2 separate regions of the Salvelinus alpinus genome follow, and region 2 is linked to region 1. A link is a contact called in public Hi-C data. All regions are on one chromosome and are shown on one strand. Each heading gives the region's core, a stretch centred on a gene start, on an enhancer-like site or on the middle of the called end of the contact. The rest is flanking DNA. Distances are from core to core; before and after follow the strand shown. Region 1 holds the start of LOC139558458 (nuclear receptor subfamily 1 group D member 2-like). Region 2 holds the start of LOC139558413 (serine/threonine-protein kinase pdik1l-like).

Evidence for each region. A called contact is a pair of places that touch in the nucleus more often than the background predicts.
Region 2: a contact with region 1 is called in a Hi-C map of red muscle, with 4 times the contacts expected there. The contact joins the promoter of LOC139558413 here to the promoter of LOC139558458 in region 1. A contact is called at or near these places in 2 of 3 Hi-C or Micro-C datasets (muscle and red muscle).

What each region holds. Positions count from the first base shown.
Region 1 is chr29:30,074,798-30,078,255 of SLU_Salpinus.1, reverse strand. It overlaps LOC139558458 (nuclear receptor subfamily 1 group D member 2-like), which reads left to right and starts at 1,878. Exons shown (of 8, transcript XM_071373595.1): 1 at 1,878-2,429. The coding sequence starts at 2,411.
Region 2 is chr29:30,222,302-30,225,996 of SLU_Salpinus.1, reverse strand. LOC139558413 (serine/threonine-protein kinase pdik1l-like) reads right to left here and starts at 2,383. Exons shown (of 3, transcript XM_071373525.1): 1 at 1,791-2,383; 2 at 490-785. The coding sequence starts at 774. It overlaps LOC139558412 (protein lin-28 homolog A-like), which reads right to left. Exons shown (of 4, transcript XM_071373523.1): 4 at 3,605-3,695.

The DNA.
Region 1 (3,458 bases), core at 629-3,128:
CTGTGCTTTGCTACATGTGACGTCTACTTTGCTGCATGTGTTTCGAATGCACATGCAGACGTACACCCAGATATCTACATTTTGCCCTCGTTCCTGAGTAAAGAAACAAGCTGTTACCTGTGTGTGTGTGTGTCATTCTGCATGTGTCTGCCCTCATGTTGCCTCCCCTCTCTGTGGCCTCTGCCTCACCTCTTGGACAAGAGGACCACTTTTCTCCTAACATACCCTATCTGGGGCCACAGTGAGAGTGTAGGTTACCGAAGAGACTGTTAGAAGAATTGTTACAGTATCAAAACAGTTTTACTGAAAATAGGGTCTGTGGGTCTATGAGATAACCTTCATCAGCTAATGTCACTTTCTGTGAATTTTTAAGCACTTATGTAAAAAATAAAATAAAAAGCACATAAAGTCTTCATAATTAATCAAGGCTGTGTTAACTGACTGATATTAGCTCAAAGAACAAAACGTATAAGATCTAAACCTGTGTTAATCTCAAACCTTATTTTCGCCATTTATCCCAAACTATTCTTTCCCAATTCATTTTCCCCATAGGAAAGGCTGAACCAGAGGTACCTCATTTCCGGGTTTAGGACTACAAGCTGGTATGCTCTATTACGCACATTAAATTGTTGAATTCTTTTTAATAATGAAAATAATTTGAAAAAATATATGTTTTATATTGGACTGTGTGAAGAAGCCTTTGCTGCCAATGTGAGAATGCATTTTATAATATAATAATAATATATGCCATTTAGAATATATATAAACTGCTTGATATATTTATTACATTCTTAAAATCCTGAGAGCTCAATATATGTGGGAAAAATCTTGTTATAGTAATTTCTGATTTTATGCTTCAGTGTATTCAATATGTTGGAGAAATGTTATCATGTTTCTTGATGCTATACGATATACTACTGGAACCCATCAGCAATATATGTTCACCTACGACTGCATGGCCATGATCGTGCCAACTCAATCTTTACGTTTGCAGACGACACTACAATGGTAGGCTTGATTACCAACAACGACGAGACAGCCTACGAGGAGGAGGTGAGGCCCCTCGGAGTGTGGTGTCGGGAAAATAACCTCTCACTCAATGTCAGCAAAACAAAAGAGATGATCGTGGACTTCAGGAAACATCAAAGGGAGCAGCCCCATATCCACGGGACAACAGCGGAGAAGGTGGAAAGTTTTAAGTTCCTCGGTGTACATATCAACGACAAACTGAAACGGTACACGTACACATACAGTGTGGTGAAGAAGGCGCAATAGCAATAGCAATAGCGCCTCTTCACCCTCAGGAGGCTGAAAAAATATGGCTTGTCACCGAAAACCCTCATTTAACTTTTACAGGTGCACAATTGAGAGCATCCTGTTGGGCTGTATCACCGCCTGGTTAGGCAACTGCACCGCCCACAACCACAGAGGGTGGTGCGGTCTGCACAACGCATCACAGGGGCCAAACTACCTGCCCTCCAGGACACCTACAACACCCGATGTCACAGGAAGGAAAAAAAGGTAATCAAGGACAATAACCACCCGAGCCACTACCTGTTCACCCCACTTCCATCCAGAAGGCGAGGTCAGTACAGGTGCATCAAAGCTGGGATAGCCCCCCCACCCACACTTTGAACTGTAAAAAGTGTGTCAGTGGGTTACGTTGGGCTTGTTCATTTTGCATGGTCCGGTGCCCGGGTGGGAGGAGTCTTTTTTAAATTCCAGACCATTCCATTGGTCCTTAAGCGAAATCGCCAGTCCCCCGGGGAACCGGGCCATGCTAAACTAACTTGCCCATTGACACCAGCGCTAGGCTAGGGAAGGAGGAGCCGCTGTAATGGGTCACGTGGTAGCATAGCAGTTTGAGTCGAGAGCTCTAATCGAAACAGTCATTCAACGAATCTCTCTGGCAGAGGATAACTTTCTACTCCTTGCTATCGTTTCCTTCAAGAAAATACATATTTTTATGCTATACATATGCTTAGGCCTATCTTTAGCCTACAGAAAAAAACATCAGACGGACAGCTTTTTGGAGCGCTCTACGGGAAAAAAAAGATACGGAATTACGAACGTTCGATTCATTCTGAAGCGAAAAAATTGGCTACAATCTTTGGTTTGATTCGGGGCGTTTTTATAAACAAAACGAATACATTTGAATTTATGTGATTAGTTTTGACATATGGTTGTAGTCAAATATCACGGTGCGAAATAAGTCTGATTGGCAACAGTAGCTGTTGCGCTATAGATGTAATCTACGGAACTAGTAGGCCTAAATGCGTTTGCCGACTATTTTTTTGAATGCTTCAATTCATTGATCTGTAGTATCAACCAGCGACTGAAAAAATTGCTGAAAACAAGCTAACACGTCATCAGACTTCAGGTTGCAAGAAGGGGATTTCATTCCGAGGACATGGAATCTACAAAAGCAGGTAAAATCATTTTATGCTCAATACATTTATAAAGATCTATTTGTAGGCCTATAGCATATTTTAGTGTCTAAACAATAACTGTTTGTGACATTGCATCTTGATAGTATTTCATTTGTTTTTTGTGACCTAGATGATTGTTACAACTTCAAGTCTACTTGTCAGTATCGTGATTTTAAAGGGTTGCGTGATGTTCTGAATCAAAACATAAGTAAATGGTTTGCAATAACCTGCTCATTAATGTCCGATCTTTCTTACTGTAATCAGCCTTAATTCAAACTGGGTTAAAGTTGGTTAGGAGTGCCAGTGAGTGTATTATTTCAGAATCAATAGGCTGGGACAGTGTTGCAGGTTCCTTTTCTCACATGGACCTGTCGCTAGCCATGTGCGACTGTGTATACGCTCTCTCTGATTGGTTGAGGAGCGCTGTGATGTATAAACGTCTGTCTTTAAACGCTCCCCTTGCGCTCTCTGGTTGGTGAAGAAGCGATGTGACGTTAACATTGCATAATTCTGCCAAAGATCCTGCCCTGCGAGCTGGTGTAGATACACGTGAAACTGCATGCAGTTATAGGGCTGCAGCAATGTAAACTGACCCAGTTTTCATAGTTTGTTGGTGATGATGAAGTTTTTCATATAGTGATTGGCCAACATGTGCATATAGTTTACATATGGTTATTTTGCAAAGAACCAAACGGCGTTCCATAGTTTTCTACCACTGGGTATTTCGAGAATGCCTGTTCCACGTGGGAGTGCGTTCCAAAAAGTAACGTCATCAGTGAGTCAAGTAAATTATAGTTGATCATTCGGCCAAGAATTTCACAACCTAGTATACTATCCATTATGTAAGTGACTCTTATATGGGATTGCTATGGTTTTTATGCTTTATGAACGGTGAAAAACTGGGGTAAAGTTGGTTTTATATTCGGACACTCAACAGACATTAGCCAAAAGCCATTTAAAATGGTAAAAATCAATAACTAATTCATTGATTGTCACAGAAACATAAAAATAGATATGGTTTATTCTATA
Region 2 (3,695 bases), core at 1,134-3,633, 150 kb before region 1:
TGAGTGCCATCTGATGAAGATCAAAGGTTAGTGATTAATTTGATCTCTATTTCTGACTTTTGTGAGCCCTCTCTTTGGCTGGAAAATGGCTGTATGGTTTTCTGTGACTAGGTGCTGACCTAACATAATCGCATGGTGTGCTTTCGCAGTAAAGCCTTTTTGAAATCGGACACTGTGGTTGGATTTACAAGAAGTTTCTTTAAAATTGTGTTTAATACTTGTATGTTTGAGGAATTTTAATTATGGGATTTCTGTTGTTTTGAATTTGGCGCCCTGCAGTTTCACTGGCTGTTGACGAGGTGAGACGCTAGCGCTAGCATCCCACTTGTACCAGAGAGGTTAATTCCATTCTAGATGTGTGTATTGTTGTTTACTACTGCACTGTTGGAGCTAGGAACAAACATTGCTTCACCATCAATAACATCTGCTAAATGTGTATGTAAACAAAAAATGTGATTTGATTTATCTATCGAACTAAAAAGTTTTTACCTCTAGGTATAGTGGGGAGCTGGAACCGTGGCTCATCCTCTGAGCCAGGTCATCTCTCTGCAGGACACACTCCTCCAGGTGGATGACGTTGGGGTGCTGGCTCTGGATACTACTCAGGGCCCAGAATTCCCTGAGGGCCAACTCTACATTCTCTGGGCTGTGGCAGCGGATCTTCTTCACGGCCATCCGGGCTCCAGTGCGTTTCACCACCGCCTCGTACACCACACCATAGCTGCCACGCCCCACCTCCTGGATCAGCTCATACTTCGGCTGGCTGCTCACCATCCTCTTCCTCACTGTGCTGGGAGAGGTGGTGGGGTTAATGGGTTACCACTGATTATTGTTGAGCGTTAGGTGAGGTCAGCAGCACAGCAGAACAGAATGTAACACTTATGCCTCTTACCTACTGAATAGTCTCCCAACCAGGGGGGTTAATCTGTCATATGTGAGTTGACAGACCCCTCCTCCTTAGCACGTCAAAACCCATAGCTATAGGCCTAGGTTAGTCTAAGTATTTTGAGGAAAACAAACTACCTAGCTAAGTGACCATGTCAAATGCATGACAACAAAAACGTTAGTGTTCGCATTTTAGCAAGTCAAATCAGGACAGTTAGCTACCCACAAGAGAGCAAATGTGAAACCCTCAGAGGCCAAAGCTTGCTAAATGTAAACAAATCAACTGTGCCCCTCACCCTCTGACCTGTACGTGCACACTAACGAATGGCTGGCAGCTGACACATTTTGAAAGGGGAAAATGTACGTTCGTCAGCGGACTGCCCAAATATGTAAGAATAAATCTAAATATATGTAAGAATAAAACTAAATATAATCAAATAGTAATACGTTTAATTAGCTAAGCTCTTGAGAGGAATTGGTTAGCTAATACGGAAGCGAAACTGTTTTTTAGGTAGCTAACTTAACAGTAACTAACGTTAGCTAACTAGGAAGCCAAGGGAAGAAAATGGTGGCTAAAAATGCAATAGCTTATTAGCTAGAATCATTGCTGTATAACGTTACATGTAGCTGTCACCACATGGGGGGGGGGGGGGGTGTAGACAAATTCGTTTGCTTAGCAGCTTACGTAAACTACCTAGCTAGCTTGTTCAAATCGTGTACACGTATATTGTCCTCTATGAGCCGAGACAAAATTAGCACATTCGGCTAACTAACTAGTTCCACACACCTGCGCACATCACCAAGCATTCATGTCGCACGAGCAGACAAAAGAACTGGCTTCTTCTGAAGACGAGGAAAGGAAATAAAGAGCAGCTAGCTATATATCTAGCAAGCTACACATTTACCTGTTTTCGTCTTCTCTCAAGGATTCATTTGTTGTTGTCTTTCTCACTTTCTATGGCAGCCATTAGCCACCACTCAGCCAAACACGTTGTCGCGCAGATAGACAAGTTCTGTGAGCGTGCTGAGCAAATCTGTAGCTCAAGTTCCCCATCAACAGCGCGCGCCCGCTTGCTTGACTCGCTACTAAAACAACACAGACAGTGTGCTCTGTAGAAGCGAAAGTGGGAAATACTGCCCCCCCTTTAAGCAACCCTCTCTAGCTGAAAGAGAAAATAACAATTGTGCCCCCGTTCATTGCATAGTTTTACATTCATGCCAATGGATTATTGCCCTGACAACTCCCTCCCAAAGTATACAGTCACGGTGCCTCTCGCTTTCATTACACCAGTAAAACGAGGAATAACATTTCTTCTTCCGTGCAGAAATAACATTTATTTTCAATACATTTTTAAATTCGGTACACGCACTGAGCAACGTTCTTTCGCCGAGATTGACCGGGGTGAGTCGTTTCTGAGAGGATAGTAACGACATCACACTGACATCAAAGAAATAGGTTGTCTTGGAAAACGATGAAATTCAAAATTTGTCTCATTTTTGTATAACCATCTTAAATTAGTGCAATTATTGTTTGTAAAATTGTATTGGTTTTCCGGCAACCCCCCTGAATGACATATTTAGTTTGCTCCAATGACACCATGTAGGTTGTACCATTATATTTTACATAACACAGACTATACGTTAATTATCTTGAATGAAATGACGCTCTGAAAGATACATTTAGCTCAACCATTATTTTAGGTAGTGGGCAGTATCAACAAAGAACGGTATGATGTATTTTATCTTGATCAACACGGTTTGCAGAAAATGTAACTCCCCTATCACAATATCTGTTTGGAGCATGCTCTTAAAGGGACAGCACCATGGACAGCACCATCACAGAGTTCTAAACCTAGAGGTGCAACAATGGCGAGACTTCCGGTAACGGTAGTTAAACAGAGCAAACAGACCAGGCCTGTGTTTGGGGTTTGAGTAGTCAATGAGAGAAGGGAAAATTCTTCCTTAGTTGTTAATTTTCTCGAAATCTAAAGACACAACCTAGATTCGAGCCAATGTATTAAGTAGTTGAACTTGTTCTTACTCCAACCTAGTGAAAGTGGCAAACTGATACGTTTTAATTTGTTCAAAAATAACTTTATATCGAAGGAGTGCCCATGATTTGACGGTTTGAACATGCGCAGTTCGGCGCAAGACCACGGTTAGCCGCGATGACGTGCTTCTACGCATGCGCTTAGCTAGCCAACGTCGCCATGACATCGCCTACTACAAGTGTGATCAGGGATTTCTATTGGAGAAGCCGTTTTAGCCTATCTCCATACTGTAATGTCTTTGGTACCATAATGTGGGTGAAAGAAGATGTGCACAATGTTGCAACAAAGTATTAATAAACTTGCTATTAGAAAGAAACATTGTCTCCTGAAACGTTTCTTTGTTACTTTGTAAAACAACTTTAAAGTCTCTAGGCACTAGACTACCAACCCATTAATCAAATATAGGCCTAGCATTGCATCACATTTAATTTTAAATTTTTTAAATATAACCTTTATTTAACTAGGCAAGTCAGTTAAGAACACATTCTTATTTACAATGACGGCCTACCCTGGCCAAACCTGGACGATGCTGGACCAATTGTGCGCCGCCCTATGGGACTCCCAATCACAGCCGGATGTGATAGAGCCTGGATGTATCATGTTCAGTTTGTCACATGTTCAGTTTGTCAGGAACTGTAGCCTAAAAAGAGACAGCCTCACCAGCAGTGTATCATATTGACATTTGTTTATTAACAGGTGAGTCAATGATGCACATGTCAACACTACTATGCGTTGTTCGCAACTCAGTTGGCAATAAAG